Linked DNA regions of Mus musculus: region 1 is linked to region 2. The links are chromatin contacts, called in public HiChIP or PLAC-seq maps. All regions are on one chromosome and are shown on one strand. The core of a region is the stretch at or near the end of the contact, and the rest is flanking DNA. Distances in the headings are between cores, read along the strand shown. Region 1 holds the start of Armc8 (armadillo repeat containing 8). Region 2 overlaps Armc8 (armadillo repeat containing 8).

The links. HiChIP or PLAC-seq counts read pairs in DNA pulled down with a chosen protein or histone mark.
Region 1: an H3K27ac HiChIP or PLAC-seq map of the HPC-7 cell line shows a contact between it and region 2, with 5 times the contacts expected there. The contact joins the promoter of Armc8 here to the enhancer-like site in region 2. A contact is called at or near these places in 5 of 39 promoter capture datasets (the C10 cell line, the HPC-7 cell line, HPC-7-derived erythroid cells and 2 more), 4 of 484 Hi-C or Micro-C datasets (liver, macrophages, nephron progenitors and 1 more), 6 of 115 datasets of contacts at active chromatin or transcription factors (the HPC-7 cell line, the SCID.adh cell line, bone marrow-derived macrophages and 2 more) and 4 of 9 other capture datasets (adipose tissue, embryonic stem cells, liver and 1 more).

What each region holds. Positions count from the first base shown.
Region 1 is chr9:99,567,561-99,570,736 of GRCm38.p6, reverse strand. It overlaps Armc8 (armadillo repeat containing 8), which reads left to right and starts at 1,838. Exons shown (of 22, transcript NM_028768.3): 1 at 1,838-2,135. The coding sequence starts at 2,091.
Region 2 is chr9:99,496,231-99,499,803 of GRCm38.p6, reverse strand. It overlaps Armc8 (armadillo repeat containing 8), which reads left to right. Exons shown (of 22, transcript NM_028768.3): 16 at 419-511; 17 at 2,412-2,561; 18 at 3,558-3,573. Among named protein-coding and RNA genes, the nearest start is that of 1600029I14Rik, 28 kb to the right of the region's middle. Within about 2 kb of position 2,208, at least 4 of the 459 cell types and tissues checked have an H3K27ac peak or open chromatin away from gene starts, as enhancers often do. A contact at or near this core is called in the HPC-7 cell line, where this site is marked.

The sequences.
Region 1 (3,176 bases), core at 589-3,088, 71 kb before region 2:
AAACTCTTATATAGATTTTGTTCCACCCCCCTCCTTTTAGATTCACCAATTATGTTCCCTGGAAGTACTTCCCAAATAACCTGCCTATACTTCTATCTTGTCCCAGGCTGAAACAAAGCAAAAAGTGGTTATTCAACAAACATTTAATACATGCCTATGGTAGGCATTAAGATAAAAAAAAAACCAAGATGATAAAATTTTTGTAGTCTCCCTGAAATGACTAGTATAAAGTTACTTTTCCCAAACCTCTATAATCAACACACACACATACACAAACACACATATATAAAGCAATATATTGTTAGAGATATTATGTTACAGGAACATACTGATGCCTGAAATTAAGGAATCATGATGCAGGCTGGGGAGATGTTTCAAAATGTAAAACCTCTTGCCACTAAATCTGATGATTTGACTCTGATCCTTGGACCTCTAAGATGAAACGAGAGAACCTGCTTCCTAAGCTGTCCTCTGGCCAGGACATGTGTGAATCCACATACACACACACACACACACACACACACAATAAATAAATAAATGAAAAATCATTTTAAAGAAAATATATGGAGTTGGGAGAGTCACCTAGTTCTTCCTCGAGGGAGGGGTTTCCTAGAAGATGTATTGCCCGAGTTTCTGGGTGAGGTATAGCTCACACATATAGAGACTATTGTACAATTGTCAATGCTTTTGTGTGCTATATACAATTACAATTTGCCTGGTTGTAGCAGGCATACTAGGACGTGATTTTAGGTGTTACATGGGTGGACAGATGAACATTTAAATGTATTTATGAATGGTAATATGTACTAGAATAAAAAAGAATACAACACATTTGATTTCACAGACTTGATTTAGGACAAGGCTAACAATCTTAAATGGGCTCAATCTGGCTTTAAATAAAATTACTGAATGAGTAATAATTCCTGTGTAAAGAGTGGGAAAGACTGTAGTTACAGAGCTTAGGATATACCGCTACAGCACCAGGGTTCTCTTAAACTTCCAGGCTTTCAGAAGTGCAACACTTTGTAAGAGACTTATAAGCAAGGGTGATAAGTGATACAATAAATGTAGACATTAAAGTACAGGAGGAAATGAGAAACAATGGGAGAGATATGCTTTTACTTAAAGAGCACTGGGAGGTGAGTGGAGTTGAGGTAACAACCTGAATTAGGGATGGCTTTACTTTCAGAATATTTTAGTAGGAAACATTCACATAGTTTAATTCTCCATCCCCCATTTGACCTAAAGGCTGGAAATAATTCTAACACACAGACAACGTAAGGCTTTCCACATTCCAGGCATTTTTGTTGTTGTTGTTGTTGTTTATTGGGCCATTTATTCTCATTAGTCCTTATTTTACAGTCGGGAGAAGTGAAATAAATATAAAGAGGCTAAGAACCTTTCCAAAATATTGGCACTAACGAAAAGCAGCTAGGATTAAATCCAGGCGTCCTGGCTGTGGAGAACCCGTTCTTACCAATATACCAGAGTAAGTGGGTCGGGCACGCAACGCTAAATAAAGCAGGTCATAGTTAACTGTTGAAGCGTGAGGCGATTTTCATTGCAGGCAGAAGACCTAGTTTTGAGACCAGTTTCTCCAGCTTTAAGAGGGAGAGAATACTGAAACTAGGGAATGGTGTAGAGTGAGATAATGAATGTGAAAGTGAACTTCAGACTCCGTAGATAGTAACTCCACCTACTAGCGGTTAGGAAAGAAAACCTGTAAACTGAAATTTAAGAGTGCGGACAGCTCGTCGAGCCAGGGTGAGGCTCCGCCCCCCACCCGCGGAAGGTGGGGCAGGCAGGCTTCTGCGCATGCGGAGGCCGCTGCCCGCGCCCACCTCTGACCCCAGCCGAGAGTAGCTGCTGTTTCTGAGAGGACGATTCGTAAGCCGGGGTCCGGCGCGGTTTCCCAATCCCTCGCCCTTCTGCCCAGCCCCTTCGGTGCTCGAGCGACGCCTGGGGCGCGGTCTGTTCTGGGCAGCTTGCCTGGGCTTTCTACAGAGGCTCCGGCTGCAGGTCACATAGGTGGCTGTCGAAAGTGCCGGCCGCGCGCCGGCGCCGGCAGCAGCCGGGTGGGAAGGCTCAAGATGGCGTGCCTGTTGGAGACCCCAATCCGCATGAGCGTCCTCTCGGTGAGTGACCCGCCCGGCGCGGGGCAACCCCGGTCCTGCCCACAGCATTACCCCGGCGCCCTGAGCCTCCCGAGCACCACCCACTGCGGTGGCCTCAGCTGGGATGCACGCGACCCGGGCCGAGTCGGAGGCGTCTCCTACTCGAGAGCTCCCACCGGTGCGGGTTCCCAGGACGGCGGCCGTTCGGCCGGCGGGGAGGTCGGGCTCCAGGCAGCCGGCCCATGGGCGCGGCTTGGGTTTGGCCGAGCCTTCTCCCGTCTTCCTCCCTGCGCTGTTGCTTCTCGGGACGGAGCTCGCTGCCTGCGAGGGTTCAGGACAGGCCTGGAACCTAGAGTCCACTTCGCTCTCCAGGGCTGTGGCTAGAAGAGGTGCGAACTCTTAAGCTGCCACAGCACAGAGCTGCCAGACCAGGGCTGTGCGTCTTCTGTCAAGTCCCTACCACCAGGGCACCTGCCAACACCGCTTGCTTCTTGGCAATGGAGGTTTTCACATCAGCTGCAACTCGCGCTATTGTGTATGGTTATTTAAACCGCTTTGCTGTGCTCTGCTGTTGAGGTCCGGGCTCCGAGACTAGAGAAACTATGTTTCTAATGTCCGGTGTTTGATTTTTCTTTAGGGAGAGCAAAACATTTTAGGAGGGACCAAAAAGTCGGAATGAAAAAGAATAGGTTCCCCCAGTATTTGAAAGAAGGGAACGTATTGATATACCTAGAAGAAATATCAGGGTTTTTTTTTTCTTAAATTAAAAAGAAACAACAAAAAGCAAAGAAGGCGACTTTCGCCTTCCGCTATAATGTCCTTTAAACAAACAAACAAAAACAAAAAACAGGACCAGGAATGAAATGAACAAGAATGAGTGTTGTTGGGAGATAACTCTGGGAGGTTTGACCACAGATTTTAGCAGTTGGACTCCAAATAGAGCCTACCAATGATTCAGTTGTTGTTGGAAGTAAAGAAATAGGCGGGCAAAGAATCATCTTTTAGACCTGTGGAGACTTACCGAGATGGCAGTTGGATTATAGATGGCTTGTCAGATTCCCT
Region 2 (3,573 bases), core at 959-3,458:
AATGAAAGGATTAGGGAAGTAGACAGTGGAGTTAGTTATAAGAGTCTGTGAGAAATTGATATGTGTTAGGATGCCTACAAACTGTGTGTGTGTGTGTGTGTGTGTGTGTGTGTGTGTGTGTGTGTGTGTGTGTGTGTGTGTGTAAGAGAGAGACAGAGACACAGAGACAGACACAGGCAGGCAGGCAGGCAGGCAGGCAGAATGAGACCTTGACCTTGTCTTCCTCAGGGTCAGGGTAACTTTCATGGTGCAATAGTTCCTGCTTTTTGAAAACTGCTGAGACTTGAGTAAGATGCGGAAGAGATGGTGCAGTGAGCGGCGGAGAAGACACCATAGTTTGCAACCTGATGTGGACTCCAGTTTGTTGTTGTTGTTGTTTTGTTTTTTAATTCTATCTTGTTCTTTCTTTCCCAATCAGCCAATTTTGGAATCAGGAGCTGTCGAGCTGCTCTGTGGGTTGACACAGAGTGAAAACCCTGCTCTACGAGTGAATGGGATTTGGGCTTTAATGGTATGTCTCACTGTTATAATGTCACAACTTACAGGAAACACAGAGGCATTAGCAAAGTTGTAGCTATGGCATACGTTCTGTAATTTTCTTTTTCAAAAATCTAGCTAACCCAGTCCAGTTTTCTCATGACCTATGGCCTGAAAGATTCCATGTTCGTCTTTCCGGTTGAGCTGTAAAGGGGTTGTTTATCCCTATAGCATGCCCTCATCTGGGAACAGAAGTTTGTGTTCTTCCCAATATACTCTGATCATTGGGAGCTGCATATTTCGTGCTTGCTTGTATTGATGTTCTTTTCTTTCTGAACAGATAGTAAACCAAAGCATAGAATAATTGTTGTTCTGACACATAAAATTTTATGTTTATGGTGTACATGGTTTAAAAGATAGCTGTTCTGAAGTAGCTGAATTGAGCTAATGTAAGTGCCACCCATGTAGTTAGCATATTTTGTAGAATAGTTACCTTGCCAAATAGTAATTGAACAGTTTCTAGTAAACTTAATAATAGTTTATTAAGTTAGGAGGCAGAACCATTCTTCTCAAGATTATTAAAGTAAACATCATTGAATTTTTATAAGGAGTAAACCTTCATGGACTTTCAAAAACATACTACTAAGATTATTTACAATTTAGTTGCTGTGTATCAGACCAAATCTAGATACTTTATATTTGTAACTGCTATTTTAAAATCAGTATTTGATTACATTTACTTAGTTGGGGGGTGTGCACACATGCCAGAGGTAACAGGACAACTTTGGGGGAGAGTTGGGTGAGTCCGGCTCAGATCATGTGCTCTGTGTCTTTACCTAACTGAGCCCTGTTGCTGGTCTGTGCTGTCCCTTGTTCATTCAGTTGTATCTACCTTACTGGTGGGAAAGTGGGCCTGGGATGTGTGTCCATGCTGTATCTCCTGAGTTACTGACATGAACTGAGGGACAGAAATAATAATCTCTGATTATTTCTTAGTGGTATTTCTCCTTAGTACAACTTGTAGCTCTTCTCAAAGCACCCCCAGGCCTTTTGAAAGTTTCTACCACCATCAATTTTACCTTAGCTCCTCTTCAGGACTGATCTCCCAGTGTCAGTTTCTTTACCCTTCAACAGGAGAGCTTACTCAGAATCCTGTGTGTGTACACGTGTTCTGCTCCCCAGAACTCTCACTTAAATAGTCTGTGGGACTTGAGTTGAGGGCTCCCTGACTTGCTGGACACCAAATGACTCACCTCATCTTGCAATCTGTCTTATTCTAATCAGTTTCCATATCCAGCTCTATGACCTCTGTTCACAAAACATAAAGCTGTAGGGTTACCTTTGGCCTGGGTCTCCGATGGCCAGCAAGTGTTATTTTGACTGTCATATTGTCCTGTATCATTGATAATCTTGTTCTCCGATAGGTCTCAGTTGCTTAATCAGAATGAATACCTGTCTAGAGGGCAATAGCTAACATATAAGCCACCAACTTATAAGAAAATTTTCTAGCAAATGTTTGCTTATGAAGTGCTGTTTGGCATTTGCTATTTTTTTCTTTCAACATAGAGCTTGAAGTAAACTGAGCTAGTCTAGTATATGAACTAAAAAATAAGTAGAAACAAAGTAGCCACTGGCTGGCTGAGCTGCTAATAGCCAGGGCATACCTCCAACCCATTGAGAGTTTCCTGTGTGACAAGGCGTTCTCAGAGGTAATAAGTGAGTTTGTGTTTGTTCAAATGCCCATGTCAGGAAGTGGTTATATTCCTCGTATGGTATAGCTAAGCATGGTTGTTAGTGCTCTCTATAGATGATGAAAAGGAACGAGAAAAATTGAGTGACCAATCCAACTTCCTTCTGTGCTTTGAGTTTTATTAAAATAAAATTTAATTCAGTGACCATAAACATGATTCTTGTAATTTCTTTAATTATTTCAGAATATGGCATTTCAGGCGGAACAAAAAATAAAAGCAGATATTTTACGAAGTCTGAGTACTGAACAGTTATTCCGGTTATTGTCAGATTCTGATATGAATGTGCTGATGAAGACATTGGGGCTTCTTAGAAATCTCCTCTCCACTCGGCCTGTAAGTAACATATGATTCCATCTGAGCTCAATGCAGTGCTTGGCATCTGTGAGTGTACGCAAAATGCTGACCATTGCAGAGAAGCAAGTTCACATGGGTGGGTGATCGGGGAACCACCACCCTGTATAATCCTCCACCCACCATCGCTGTCTCCTTGTCAGGGCTCCCTCTCTCCATGTTCAGTGTGTACCTGTCTTGACGTATCACTACTGTTGTGTGGTTTGCTGACCAGAGTGCGTCTTCTCTTCAGCCCAGAGCATTGTCTCTGAGGCCTGTTTCTTATTTGAAAATTCCTTTCAATATCATTCCACAGACACATCTATCACTTGCTTACATGTTGATGTCATTGTGGTGAGAAATGGTGCATGAGAGAGTATGAGAGGCTGAGCCTGGCTAGTGGGTCACTGTTGGCATTCTCTGATAGTCCCTGGCTGTCATCATCAGTGACTCAGGTAGAGAGAGAACAGGAGGCCCCTTCTCTGCCTTTCTGTCTTTTCAATCCTTCTGACCACACTTGCACTCTAAGACTATAGTAGTGACCTACGGCATAGTTTCCATGTCTTTTGCTCTTATTCCTCGTTTTGTGCTTCTTGATTCTCATTGCTTTTAGTTCTTTTATAGTACACACACACACACACACACACATATATAAGACATACATACATACATGCACACATAAACACACATGTACATACATACACATAGAGCGGGGGCAGCTTTAGAATAACAATAAACACTTGTCTTTGGAACCTGGCTTTGTATGCTATATTGTTCTGCTTGAAGCAGTTGTGCATCATGTAATGTTGACAAATGTTGTGTAAGTCAGGCGTTGTTTACACGGCCTTCAATCTCAGTGCTAAGACACTGGCAAGAATTCAAGATCTTGATCAGCTGCATGAGACCCTCTCAATAAACTAAACCAAAAGAAAAAAGGCCTCCTGTGGTCTTTTGCTCTGTCTCGCAGATGGTAATTGTGGATTTCCCATTGTTTTGCAGCATATAGATAAAATCA